2 separate regions of the Rattus norvegicus genome follow, and region 2 is linked to region 1. Evidence: chromatin contacts called from public Hi-C data. All regions are on one chromosome and are shown on one strand. Each heading gives the region's core, a stretch centred on a gene start, on an enhancer-like site or on the middle of the called end of the contact. The rest is flanking DNA. Distances are from core to core; before and after follow the strand shown. Region 1 has its middle 530 kb from the start of Fam181b. Region 2 has its middle 650 kb from the start of Fam181b.

Region 1 (7,453 bases), core at 3,509-6,008:
GTTTCCATTTATTCATCTTGCTACATACATTCTGAGGAAGAGAGACTTCTTATCTAACACATCTTCAGTGGTCGAGGAAGCTGTTTTTGCATCTTGCAGAACTGAGAACAGTTTCGTGTGATAGCAGCAATCTGCTTGGAGATCTCAATGTATCCCTGGCTATCATCAGAATTTTTGTCAAAGAGATAGGATGCAGCAGTACTAGAAGAAAAAATGGAGAGTATAAACTGCAAAATTAGCTCTAAGCATCTGGTTGCTCTGTAGGTAGCAAAAAGGATATGTGCATTCTGTATCTTTCCTTATTACTACAAGTACTGATAAATGTAAAATGTTTAGTTTTGGGAATTGGAAAGATGACTCATTTTGGCAAAACCAAGGTTAAGCCTTAGCACCTACATAATTGTTCCTATAACCATTTGTACCTCCAGTTCAACGGGATTTGACACCCTTCTAGCCTTCACATTACACAAGGCATACACTTGCTACACAGACATACAAATAGGCAAAACACTCCTACCCATGAAACAAAAGCACAATAAATAAATGGTGTTGAATTTCCTTGAAATACATGTTTGGCTTATGAAACCCAAGCAACATGTTAAATGTAGAATATGTCATTAAGTATCTTTTAGTGGATTGAGGTTATCTCTGACTCTTTTGCCTGCTTTTCAGAGGTTTTGGTAACTGATGGGTTTCCTCATTCAGTCTTGATATGAAGGTTTGTGCTTAGTTTTATTATAACTTGTTAATGCCGTATTTGAGTGATATCCCAGGAAGTCCTGGTCTTTCCTGAAGGGGAAATAGAGGAAAAGTCAATCTGAGGGAGAAGGGAGATGAAAGGGGAAGGACTTGTTGAAGGAGAGGGAGGGGGAAGCTGCAGCTAGGATACAACATATGAGAGAAGAATAAAAAGAAATTGACAAAAAAGAAGTCCTTTTTAAAAATATAAAAAGCAGCCATATAGGATCGGTGCAGAGGAATGGGTATACTAACGGCAATTTACATATATGAGTATGGACTGCATGTTAACTGAGCTCTCAATTTCAAAGGCCATGAAAAGTCTCTAAACAGAATGTTCCATAAACATTGGAAGCCACTCATGCTTAGTATTTATGTAAACTTTACCCATGTCAAATTTTGGCTTAGAGTTTTATATCTCAATGATTTATATTACTAATTCTTTTCAGTCAACATCATGAATGTCACTTTTGGATCACTCTATACATGCCAAAAAAGTCCCTTTCCCAATAAATCATCAAGTCTTCAGTTCTGACCCTCATTGCATATTTTCAGGTTCATCAGGCAAGTTGTCTAGCTCTGCCTGTCTATTAAATGTAGATGATACTTCTTTCTATCCAGTACAAAATTGCTGTCAAACTAGATGCTCCAGAACCCAATTTTAAATATTTTGCCTCCGACTTTCCAGTTTACTTAATAGCTTATACAACTGCCCATAAGTCCCTTAGCTTAAGACAGAGGCTATTTATAATTGTAAGCTCTTTAAATCCTGCACCATGCCAAACATAGATGTTTATTTCCACCCAAAAATCAGCAACAACAAAAATACACTATTTCCTTGCTGGGTCATAACCTCCTGCCTTCAGGCATTTTGAACCCATCCTCTACAACACCACAGTCCTTCTCTCTTTTCTTTGCCATTCTTTTATTTTTTGAAGAAAAGTATCTTGTGACATTTATCCTTCTCAGCAACAATCCACTGCCCACCCCAACCACAAAAATGTTGCACCAGTCCTTTCCTTGTGCTTTCTCAGCATATTCTGAGGACATATAACATACCACACCTGGTTGTATAGATACTTGACATTCTTTCTTTAGAGTAGGGTGGTTTCTGTGAGACCTGATAGCAATAGTTTTCTATTACTTTTGATTGGTGAAATTATAATTCTTAACACGGCATATAAAATCCTTTGGTCTTATAGTTTTCTGGTATCATTTTCTAATAATTTCCCAATATTGTTCCCTACCATCCAACTCTAGTTCTCTGTTTCAGTTTTCCCTGAGTGGTGTCTATCTGATGAGCATGAGCAGTGGACAGTGCCTAGGCAAGCTGTTGCTAGGTTCTGTGCATCTTATTCCAGAATGAAATGAAGGCACACTCAGATTGCAAAGTAGCAAGGGTCCTTTACTTTAAGCAAAGTGATAGTACTGATCAGAAACAAATATGCTATCAAGAGTGAAAGCAGGCCACATGAGTAAGAATATGTAAGACCCAAGTTATTGTTTTGGGTTGCTTTGATGGGCTTCAAAAGGAGGAGCCAGATTATTAGTAGAATCATTTGGGTGGTCCTTTAGTTAGACTGACAGTTTTGGATTATAAAAGAATTCAGTCACTGTGTATGACCCTGTCTATAATTTATATAATTTGAGTCATATTCACATCAAGTTATCTATAGTCATAAGATGTTTAATGTGGATTCTTCCTAAAAGTTCATTTAGAGAACACAGCTTGACTTATGGAACAATCACCCCAAAACAATTCAAAATAAATGCCACCCCACAAAGACATACAAGTCTATGGTTAAGTAGAATCTATGATGGCTGTAAAGGAAAAGAGAAACTTTTCCAACTTTAAAACAAGTAGGCATGTACCCTGATGCAGGGGGAAGTCCCAGACTGTCAACAAAATGTTAGATCTGTTGCTAGGAAAGGATTTGTGCTTAACGCACTTGAAGTGGATTGGCAGATGGCTAAGTTATTTCTTATGATTTCCTGCCTCCAATATCTCTTACATCCTTTAGAAACACCATTTTCTGATATTTTTTCACACAACCTTCCAAAAACCATCCCTCCATCATACTATACTACAAACCAAACTACAAACCAAACCAAGTATTTATTTTGTCACATTTCAGTGGCTAGATCACAGAGCTTTAAGGATGTCCTGGGAAAGGATACCTTAGCTACCTCTACCAACTTTCCTGAGCATGAATTGGCTCTAGAACCCAGAGAGTAACAAGATAAGCTTCAGAGTTTTATGACGTGTAAGACTACTCTTTGTTACCTCTTTCTAAACATGTTAATCTGAACTTTAAAATTTTAATCAGATTTATCTCAATAAGGTTTATAACATAGATAAAAGCTATACCATATAATGATGTCTCTAGAATATGTAAGATGCCAGAGTAAGCAATAAACCTGTATCTGACACAGTAACCTTGGCCAACTTGGCAGTCTAAGTTGAAGGGCATTCTATTACTTTACAGGAAGCATAAAAGGCTGCATGAGCTGCAGGACCCAGAAATGCACCAGTAGGTACATGTCAAATACCAGAAAAATGCAAAGGCACCCTGTGCAAGAACATAATCCCCTGAATAGTGAGAATGAGTATCATATAAACCAGCAGATATGTATGAACTGCAGAGTGGAGTCAAGTGCAAAGGATCATGCCTTGTGTGTTTACCTCTGCAGAAAGTTTCCTGGAGGCCAAAAGGGGAGTGAACCTTCATGCCTGATAATGCCAACATTCCAAATGCTTCTTCACAATTCTATATCTGATTGCTTCAAAATGAGCTGCTTTTCAAATTTCCTTCTTCTCTTATTTGTCTTTTTTTTTGAGGGACCTAACAAATTCACTGGATTCAAGTTGTCATGGTGACTTCCCCACTCCTTTGACAGCAGTAGGCTTTTTACACCTCTCATCTGAAAGGTAGACAGAAAGAGAATTTAGTCAAAAGATATTGTCTTATAGAATTGTATCTTAGAACATAGTGACTAGTCTTGCCTAGATTATCTATTTGTATTTTCTGGTGCATAATTTTACTATTTTAAAAAGGTCAGCAAGCTCTAAAGACTTTTACTAAATCCTAAGCACCCTTAGAGTCAACCACTAGGATATTATTTTTCTCTACTTATTTTCCACTATCTTTTTCTTCATCCCTCCACCTTTTGTTTTAGCCCTTATGAATTAATAGGACTTTGTTTCTTATTGATCACTTGTCATTTTCAGAGCTCTGTAGACCTGTCCTGTCCTGATTTTTTATTGCTATGGCAGCAATAAAAAGGTTAGAAATGGAGAAAAATATCACACACAGACACAGACTCAAACCTTTGTATACATCCACAATCTATTGTTACTTTGAAATATTGATCTTACAGAATAACTGGAAATGGCCTGAAATAAAGCATTAGAGAATCTAGCCTACGCAGAGTCCATGAAAGAACAGTGAAAAATGAATCGTTCCTTTCCCATTCCTAATGCACTGGCTCATATGATAGATAACAAAGAGACAAGCCATGATTTCATCCGCCTTGCTTGGAGTTGCTGAGTCAGCTTCCTCCTCAGAGTGCTTTAAAAGCTATTTTTTGAGGATAAGGCTTTGAAATTCCCACATCTGTAGAGAAATAGAACCTGGCATCTAAGGCTTCAGCTGGTATGAACTGTAAAATTAGGTATTTCTGTAATATACTTAATTTCTCTAATTTGATATTGTTCATTGTAGATATTGAACCCTTGTAGACTAAAAAGTTATTTATTACTAACATATCAAATAACTGAAATGCATGGTATGTGCTATGACCGAGCGAGATACCATACTGTCTGCTTTTTAAAATTTACAACATCTTAGGCACCTGAGAATATACTAGTTCCATTCTGCAATCCAGAAAAAACTATTTTGTGACCTTTTAGCTTGCAATATTTCCCTGTTTGGAAGTTTTCTGGCATCCAGCCTATTTTTTACAGCTTTGTATTTACTTTTGGTTTAGACAGTGTTCCACTCTGAATCTCAGGCTGGGTTCTAACATGAGATGATCCTTCTGCTTCATCTTTCTAGTGTTGATATCACAGGGGAGAGCCACTGTAGCTTCCTCAAACTAAATTTTTGACAAGTTCTAAAGGTCAGGGACTGTTCCCCGATCTTTAGAGGCCTGCTATTCTACCCACCATACCATTGTTCATATATATATATATATATATATATATATATATATATATATATATATATATAATTTAATTGGGCATATAGTATCATGGCATTAAAGTCCATAATGGTGAGAAAATTATGATGGCAGGAATGCTCACATCTCAAACCATAGGCAAGAAGCAGAGAATACACTGGAGATCATAAAAAAAAATTGATACCTCCAAGCCTGACCCAAGTGAAACACTTTATGAAGGCCACACCTCCTAATCCTTCGCAAACCGTTCCACTAACTGGGGACCAATTATTAAACTATATGAGCTTATGAAGGCCATTCTCATTTAATCTATAACATTCCACTTCCTGGCCCACATAGCTTCATGCATAGTGTAAAGCGTATTTGGTTCAACTTCCAAAGTCTCCATAGTCGTTCTCAGTCTAAACATTTTTAAAGTCCAAAGTCTCTTCAGAGACTGAAGATGTCTTAATTGCAACTCCCCATAAAATTACAAAGCAAATTATGCACTTCTAACATACAATTGCACAAAATATAGAGCAATATTCCAAAATAGGGTGCACAGTGAGGAAATACTAAACCAAGGCAAGACCAAATAAAGGTCAAACTCTAAATCCAATAGTTCCATGTCTTATGTGAGAGAGCCTAAATGTTCTTTCCTTATACCTTTGTTCCTTAAAGAATGTCTCTGATCACCCATGCCTTTCCCTTAATTTCATCAATATGCAAATTCTCTTTAATTTACTTTGCTTCTGTGCGATACTAGTCTCTTTTCAATTTGCTTTATAATTGATTTTGTACCTATCTTTTATACCAACTCCATAATAGACTTTTTAGTTGCTGAGTTACACAGTACTGGAACATCATGGGCAAGTTCAGGCTTATTGTATGAACTTAACCAATATACAAAAGTCTAAGAACCTCACATATCTCCATTGACTGCATGCATATAATAGTATATATGCATGTCCTTACGCTTGTCCTTGCAAGGGACAAGCTTGACATTTAATACCTTCCTTCATTCCTCTTCACATTATCTGACTTTTCTTTTAAATGGAGTTTCTCATTGAATCCAAAAAACACCAAATCAGCTGAACTGTAAGCCAGGATTGTCCCTGCAGCCATTCAGTCTGGATTACAGACTACTGTCACCATACCCAATTTGGAGCATAAACATTCTAGGTGCTCAGGTCCTCATGTTTGCACAGCAAGCCATGACCAATCACCCATGGCCCAAACTTTTCACCAACTGTATGGATTTCATATGCTAATAAACTACTTTTATCTTATTACTCTTCCTTTTGTCAACATAATGACTAAGACCAAAGTTGTTATATCTTCCTAGAGCAGAGGAGTGTGCTTTTTATTGTCTCATGCTAGTATGCACTTTGAAATTGATGAAGAGTAGTTCTAACTGTAAGAAGACAAAAACCACTATTGTCTAAGTTGCCTCTATCCACAGACTTCTTTTTCACTTCCTCCTTACCATGTCTAATGAAGTTAAATTCCTGCTTTATGTATTTATGAAAAAAAAATCTAAGAATTCCTTGTTTCCTTGACTTGTTGAACTAGTTTTCACAGCCAATCTGTTATACACACTTTCTCATAATCGTGGCTCATATTATAAAACTTCAAAATCCATTGACTTATTTCCCTCTTTCTAGTACTCAATGCTTACATTTTTGGGGCCAGATATAACAGAACACAACTGTAACTACCCAAAACTGAGAGTTAGAGGCACAAAGCTCATGAATTCAAGACAGCCTGGGCTGCACGAGCCACTGTCTTAAAAATCAAAACAATAAAAACAAAGTCCTTACATTTTTTCATATTTTTATTTAAAATATGTTTAAATATTGGAATATAGTTACATATCTCCCTCTTATCTTTCTTCCTCCAACACCTCCTATGCATCTCCCTCATTTAGTTTTTGCATATCATTAAGCCAGACCTTCTTCTTTTACACTTTCTATAACTACTGAGGTTTTTTACTTGCTTAAGACTATTCTGTCATCATGGAGGTTCTTCCCTTTCTCACACCCAGGAGTCAGGAGCAGAATAAATTCAAAACTATCCTAGGAAATTAATGAGAATCTGTATTTTAAAAAGAAGTTTTCTGTGTATGCTGAGATATTTTTAAACCTACTTTTAATAAGCATTCTTAAATGCTTTAAAATTCCTTCTAGCCCACCATCCACCAGAGATAGCGGAAAGGGAAGTTTAATAGAGCAAAAGTGAATGTAGACCTGTTTAGAAATATTTCTTTGGAGCAAATCCAATCTGCATTGTCAGGATATCAGCAGTCAATTTACATGAACCAGCAGTGGCAGCTCGATCCACTCTCAAATATCATCCTCAGTGACAGGACTCACAAACACCATTCACACATTAGCAATGGCAGGTTGATCCAAAAGAGGTCACAAAATTCTATCACTTTGGTCCGAGTCAGAGGGGCAAGAAGCCACTGGAATACCACCAGAGGTGTTTTTGGTGCGTTTCTCTCTATGAAGTCATGACAAACCATGATCAACAAAGAATGGTAAGGTATACCAATATC
Region 2 (7,453 bases), core at 2,834-5,333, 130 kb before region 1:
GAATCTGGTCTGGCTGTTCCTTCAGAGGTTCTGTCAGCGACTGACCAATGCAAATGTGGATGCTTGGAGCAAATCATCAGACTGAGCTCAGGGATCCTGGTGGGGAAGCTGGTGGAAGGAATGGAGGAGCTGAGGTGATTGCAACCTGATAGGAAGAACCTCAGCTGGCCAGACCACTCAGTGCTCCCAGGGACGTGGCAAACCAAGAAGTGTACAGGGAAGGATCCTTGGCTTCAGATACGTATATGGCAAAGGATAGCTTGGTCTGACATCAACACGAGGAGAGGTCCTTGGTCCTGTGGAAGTTTGATGCCCCAGCATATGTGGATGCTAAATAGGTAGGGCAGGAGAGGGTAGTGGGTCAGGGACCACCCTTATAGAGGCAAAGGAGAGGGGAAGAGGGCAGATGTGGAGTGGAGGATTTGTGGAAAATCATTTGAGATGTAAACAAATGGAATGATTAATTAAAAACAATTAAATGTGGTTTGTAAATATTTCCCTGTTCACTCATAGCACTTTATGTGTTATCCTATAATCAATGATACTTCTATTTTCTCAATCATCTAATCATTTATTAGGCCCAATAAGTTTGTAAGGATGCTAGTATATTATGGTAGTAAGAACATCCTACTGGCATACCTGATAATTTACTCCTACAATGCTTATTATCACTTGCCTTTCATGTGTTGAGCATGCAGTTAGATAGGACACAACACACAGTGAAGAGCACATCCTTAATGTCATAATTGTGGGTGCACATAATTATGTGAGATTAATAATAATAATAATAATAATAATAATAATAATAATAGTAAATGCAGACCATAATATTCTTCAAGGTCAGTAAGAAAGGTAATATAGAAAAATAAGAGGCAAAGTGAACATATCAGAATTAATAGTGATAAAAATTGGGTAGCAATTGTTTTGAAATTGATGTTATATCTATATGAAACATTTTATTACTAAACTCACATTGCTTTGTACAGTAATTACAAAGTAACTAGTCAAATTTAGCTATAATTTAAAATAGAATATTTAGATGAAATCAGATATTTTTGAATATTTAATAGGTAATATATGTCTCCTTCCACATAAAACTTAATAGGCAACTATTAGAATAGATATTATAACAGCACATGTGTACAAATAATCAATTACTTGCAAATCAGATTTTTATTGTTCTTTTATGTCTAAGACCCTGAGGTCTATAGTGCTAACCTCAATTTGAGTTCTGGAAATGGGAGATAAAACGATGGACACCTGATGCTAGACCCAGGAGTTTTAGCCCATGTTGTCTTGTGATTTCACATGAATATTCTGTATTATATCAAGCAGTAATAGCCAAATACCGTTTCTTTAAAGCTGGCACTATTGAAAGGATGGAACTCACTATGATCACAAAACCCATATCTAAGAGATACAGTCCAAACTTCACTAAAAATTCCAGAAGTTTTCCTAGATTCCCAAGTTCTTCTCCAAATACAAAAAACAGCAAAACAAAAATAACAATAGTAGCCATTTAAATAGCATGTATAAATCACTAATTTGTGAAAGTGAGCCATTTGGAATTTTGAATCTCCATTCTCATTTTATAGCTCTCATGGAGTCATTGGGATATTTTACAATGTATAATTATGTATATAAGAGTAAACCATGTAAAAAGAGGAAGTCTAGGCTAGGAGTGTTACTGTAGACTGCCTGTCAGTCATTCAGGAAACCCTGAGGTGCATCCCAAAGACTATAAAACTCAGGGTGCTGGCACAAGCCTGTGGTGTTGGCACTTGGTGCATGGAGACGAAGGCATAAGAAGTACAACAGCATTGTTGGTTTCCAAGTAAGTCCAGGCCAGCCTGTGGTACATGAGTCCTGGCTCATATAAACTAATACAAAAGATAACCTCAGAATTATTTGGTTGGAATCTTATTGCTCTTGTAATGACTAAGAAAGATAGATATCAATGTACTCTCCATTTAATTAAAATAGAATAATGTTCAGAAAAGACAAAATTATTTTTTTAGTGTCACAGAGTCAATTTCTGGAAACAACTGCATGAGCTTCTAAGCTGTAATACTTTGATTTTTCTTCAGTACATTCTATTATGCCTGTTAATTCGTTGTCTAATAAAAGATTCTTTACCCTTGCATTCTTACGTTAAGTGACCAGGAACCTTTACAGATACATAGCTGCAATATTAGACACGAGATTTATTTTTTATTTTTTATTTCAAGGGTAAGACCAGAAATCTTCAAGCTTACATAACAGTTGTTAGCCTTAAAATCCAGAATGACTTCCAAATTATCTTGCCAAACGAGTTCAGCAACAAATGCCCCGATGGTCATAACATTAATATAATCATAAAAGTACCATTACATTAATTAGAGCTTTGTAAATGCTGTAATTAAGATATTCAGTGACAGCTGTCTTTCCTGTCCCCAAGTGTTCCCAAGAAATCTCACACCACCACTTATTTCTGAACCATCATCTGCCTGGAGATGGGAGAAGCCATCTGTTAGTGTATTTGAAATGTTAAATGACAAGAGTTTTAAACAATTATATCCCTCAGTATTATTTGGGGTGGGGAGAGAAGCAGCACCTGGCGAGTGATTTTTAACTAGTCCAAGTATTGGAGAAAATTGGCTAGGTTGTTTTTTCATACTTGCACTGGTATTTGACAGGGAGAACATTCTGGATAAGGAGTCCAGTGAATCTGGCCTGGTTCCTAGCTGTGTGACTAAGGTGAAAATATTGAACCTTTCTGAGTCTGTGTCTTCACTGCCACAATAGGGAATCATAGTAAACAAAGATAGATGAACTTTTCGTTGGTGTTAAGAACATAAAAGGATAAACTTCAGTGTAACCTGTAACCTTATTTCCACCAAAGATGAATTTTATTTCAAAGTACTGTAAAAATTTGGTCTAGGATAATACTCCCCTAGTCTTTTGCTACTTAAGGGGCTTTGCAAAATATTCTTATTTTAGTTCACAACACTACATCGCATTCCATTTTAATGGATCTGAAAAAAAATAACAGTATTACTTAAGTGATAAAGAGGGAGTCGGGGACTCCATTTCTGTTATAATCTAGGCTTTCTTTTATTTTTAAGACAGTTGTTGCACTTCACTGCGCCTCAGCTAGAAAATGATGGGAAAAAGTTAGATCTAATATATAACTTTACTATGAAAACCATAAAGTAGGAATAACAATTCACTGTATTTTCTTCTCTCATTCTCATGCTTGATGTGTCTATTATTCACATTGCTTTTACAAGTTTCATGGAGTCAGCACTGCTCACACCCCATTGACTCCGTTGAAAAGTAATCCATAGAGGAGATGGCATCATTAAGACCATGTTCGGAGACAAGGAGACTAAGTCTTAGGTTAAGTGGTATGCTCAATGTCAAAACTTATAAGTGAAAGACCAGACACAATGCTCAACATGCTCTGCACCAAAGGAGATGTTTGTAACAGTTTTTACGGGAGCCTTGAAACCTGAATGTTTATGGAAGTATAACTTGGGCGGAAAGAAGATCTAGTCACACCAGTGACACATTTTATAGCCTAGTATGCAATGTCTTTCATGTTTGTTTGTTTGCTTGCTTTTATTTTGAAACATAGCTTTTCTATATTATCTAGGCTGGCCTTCACCTTGTAGACTCACATTATGCTGTTCTGGAGGACAAGTGAATAATACAAATATTTGCAACAATACCAGGATTTAATGGTATCTGGGTCAGTGAAAATCTGAGACAAGGAAAAGTGGAGTATCTTAACAAAGGTATCATAGCTGTTAAGGTAAAAGATATGACTCAAATTAAGATGTCCTAAAATACTGCAATATGCTTCCTGGAAGTCATGGAGAAAGATTATTTTCACACTACTCAAGAAAATAAAATTTCCTTTAATGAAATAGAGCCTGTAGATGTAAATGTTGTTTGTTCAATAAAATGCTTGCCACAAATCATGGAGACCTGAGTTGGAATATCAACAGCAACATAAAAAGTGGGGAATCGTGGTATCTATAGTTCTAGTGCTGTGAGGAGCTCACTGTAGTGCTAGTCTAGCCAACTCAGTGAGCATGGAGGTCAGGGAGAGGTCAACAAAATGAGAGAGAGAGTGTCCAAGACAGACAGACAGACAGACACACAGACAGACACACAGACACAGACACACACACACACACACACACACACACACACACACCTGTACCACATGTGAACAAGCAAGAATAGAGATACCCAAAGAATGTGTTATGTGACAATAACTAGACAGGATATTGCTTCCAAACATTGACCTAAATCTGATTTAATTTTTCTTCAATCATTTTTTCCAAGATTGTCTTATTTAATTTCTTACTATTTGCCTTCTGCTCAATTAGTCTGAATTATTCACTCATAGCTGTTACAAAGTTTGACCACGATTATAAAACTAATAAATATCAGAAGTACTATGAACCTCAATTCTACATTGGTATGTTGGACTTCGACATTTGTTGAGTCTGCTTTCTGTCTCTCACAGAATTCCTTTTATCTTAATCAGGCAGGCTGAGCAACCTTTCTCAAAAGTTTGGTTTTTTTTTTAAACTTTAACTAGCAAAGGTGGAGGTTTTATGTTTTTGCAATTATTTATTGACTTTTCCCGGTAAACAACTGGTGAGAGTGCAGAGTAAGAGAGTCAGCATGCTCAGCTCAGCTCAGCCCTGCCTGAGACACCTGCATCATGAACCAATGGAGTGTAACGATCGTAAGAGACAGAAGTCGTGAATGACTATCAAAAAAAAAAGTTTTCTCAACATAGCAGAGCGGTTGAGCATAGATATTTCCAACAACTGAGGCAGCTTACACAAGACCTGTAAAACCTCGAACCAACACGATTCTAGGTGAAAATAAATAGGCATGAAGGCCCACCACTAACAGAGAAGATATTGGCAGTTGATAACTGTTGACAAAGGGAGATTGTGTTTATTAAGGATGTGGTTGTGGGTGTGTTAACCATGTACCAGTGAATAGGACACTTAAAAAGTATACTGCCATTATAATTCTACTTAATGTGTTTTAAAAATAAAAGAGCACATTTGAGTGAATTGGAAAATGGGGACAGTTCTGGGTGGAGTTTAGGAAGTGATAAAATTATATCTGAAATCCTCAAAGAGCTAATAAAATTATTTCACTCCAAAACTTAAAGTGTTATTAGAGTTCATTGATATCTAGGTTTGGAAATACTTGGGAAAATCTTTAGTATTCTTTTACACAAGGTAATTTAAAAAATAAAATGATAGGCTATAGTAAAATTTGTTTTAGTGCTTTTAGATCAGTATACAAAGTAACGGAGCTCCATACAAGTTTGGTTTTGTTTATCTGCTTGCTTTACTTCCCTTTCTGAAATGCCTGCCCTGTCCCTTGGTATCCATGAATAAGACCAAGCATCTCTCTGACAGTACACCTCATGGACAATGGACACTATACCTCATGGGGCACTAATTATATCCAAGATCCATTTGTCCTCTTCATGTGGGGCTAATGCACAAAGGGCAAAGGATTTATAAAATTAACATGTGTACATGGGAAAAGCAATTTTAGATAAGTCTTATCTATGTTGCTGACATTATCTTTAAAGCAAAATCTAATTATTTAGTAATAGATACAGAAAAATATTTTGATTTAGACACTAATAAGAATAGCACTCGGGGCTGGGGATTTAGCTCAGTGGTAGAGTGCTTGCCTAGGAAGCGCAAGGCCCTGGGTTCGGTCCCCAGCTCCGAAAAAAAGAACCAAAAAAAAAAAAAAAAGAATAGCACTCAAAGCTTATCATCTTTATCACTTATTCTAGCCATAAAAGAATTGTTATTCCAAATATACTACTCAATGGAATAACTGATTATGAAATAATCATAATCTATGAGTATATAAGTCCAAAATGAATATAGAGGTTCTATAAAAATGGTTCATTTCATCTTACGCTGCCTAACCAACGAAAACGTCTTCGTGAAAATAGCATTAAATTATGACAGAATGTTCTGTGATAGAGCCAATTCCTTGTCTATATAGCTAAGAATGAGAATTTAATCAACATAAGGATAAAAACAAAGGCAAACAACTTCGTTCTTAATGTGTCATATTTAGATATATAATAGCATCTCTTTTTTTTTTCATCTTTATTAACTTGGGTATTTCTTATTTATATTTCGATTGTTATTCCCCTTCCCAGTTTCCGGGCCAACATCCCCCTAGCCCCTCTCCCTCCCCTTCTAGATGGGTGTTCCCCTCCCCATCCTCCCCCCATTACTGCCCTCCCCTCAACAATCACGTTCACTGGGGGTTCAGTCTTAACAGGACCAATGGCTTCCCCTTCCACTGGTGCTCTTACTAGGATATTCATTGCTATCTATGAGGTCAGAGTCCAGGGTCAGTCCATGTATATATAGTCTTTGGGTAGTGGCTTAGTCCCTGGAAGCTCTGGTTGCTTGGCATTGTTGTTCATATGGGGTCTCAAGCCCCTTCAGGCTCTTTCAGTCCTTTCTCAGAATCCTTCAACGGGGGTCCCATTCTCAGTTCAGTGGTTTGATGATGGCATTTGCCTATGTATTTGTTGTATTCTGGCTGTGTCTCTCGTGAGAGATCTACATCCGGTTACTGTCGGCCTGCACTTCTTTGCTTCATCCATCTTATCTAGTTTGGTGGCTGTATATGCATGGGCCACATGTGGGGCAGGGAGAGCATTTCTTTATTTATAGATTTCTTCCTGTTTAAAACTGAGAAATTAGTGTTGAAATAAGGCAAATAAGGGGAACGGTTAAAAATACTTATTTTGCAACCAGTGGGAAAAAAATAGAAATTAACAAGCAAATAAGTGATTCAGGAGAAAAATTACTTTAAATGGCAAATGAATAAGAGATAAATGTATTTTGCTTAAAAGTAATGGGTTAAAATAAAATATTTTCTAAAAGTTATAAAATAGGAAGGTCAAAGTTAAGATTTGTGTTAAAAATCAAAACTGAAAATAATAGAATAACAAATATTGAAAATAAAATTTAGATAAGACTCACTGTTTATTGTAAAGAAGAAACAAATATAATCAATAGGAACCACTTATGAAAAAGTGAAATAAAACTCCTCTGAACCTAAAGAACAGATACATACACACACACACACACACACACACACACACACATATACACACATACACACACACACATACACACACACACACACACACACACACACATATATATATATATATATATATATTGCTGCAAAATTATAAAAAGTGCTGCTGTCTTTTACCCCCACACTAGTTCCAGCACCATACCGCTCCAAGATACCTGGTAAATATCTTCATTTCAGTCAGCAGAACATCTCATATGCTCTGCTCCATTCCATATCTCAAAGCTTATGGCTTCTCTCTGAGCCAGGCAGCAATCTCTCTACCCATCTAGTTCCCAAACCAGGCTGCCAC

The links. A called contact is a pair of places that touch in the nucleus more often than the background predicts.
Region 2: a contact with region 1 is called in a Hi-C map of liver, with 4 times the contacts expected there. The contact joins two enhancer-like sites. A contact is called at or near these places in 3 of 12 Hi-C or Micro-C datasets (kidney and liver).

The regions. Positions count from the first base shown.
Region 1 is chr1:157,101,481-157,108,933 of GRCr8, reverse strand. No RefSeq gene overlaps it. Among named protein-coding and RNA genes, the nearest start is that of Fam181b, 530 kb to the right of the region's middle. Within about 2 kb of position 4,758, at least 1 of the 93 cell types and tissues checked has an H3K27ac peak or open chromatin away from gene starts, as enhancers often do. A contact at or near this core is called in liver, where this site is marked.
Region 2 is chr1:157,229,476-157,236,928 of GRCr8, reverse strand. No RefSeq gene overlaps it. Among named protein-coding and RNA genes, the nearest start is that of Fam181b, 650 kb to the right of the region's middle. Within about 2 kb of position 4,083, at least 2 of the 93 cell types and tissues checked have an H3K27ac peak or open chromatin away from gene starts, as enhancers often do. A contact at or near this core is called in liver, where this site is marked.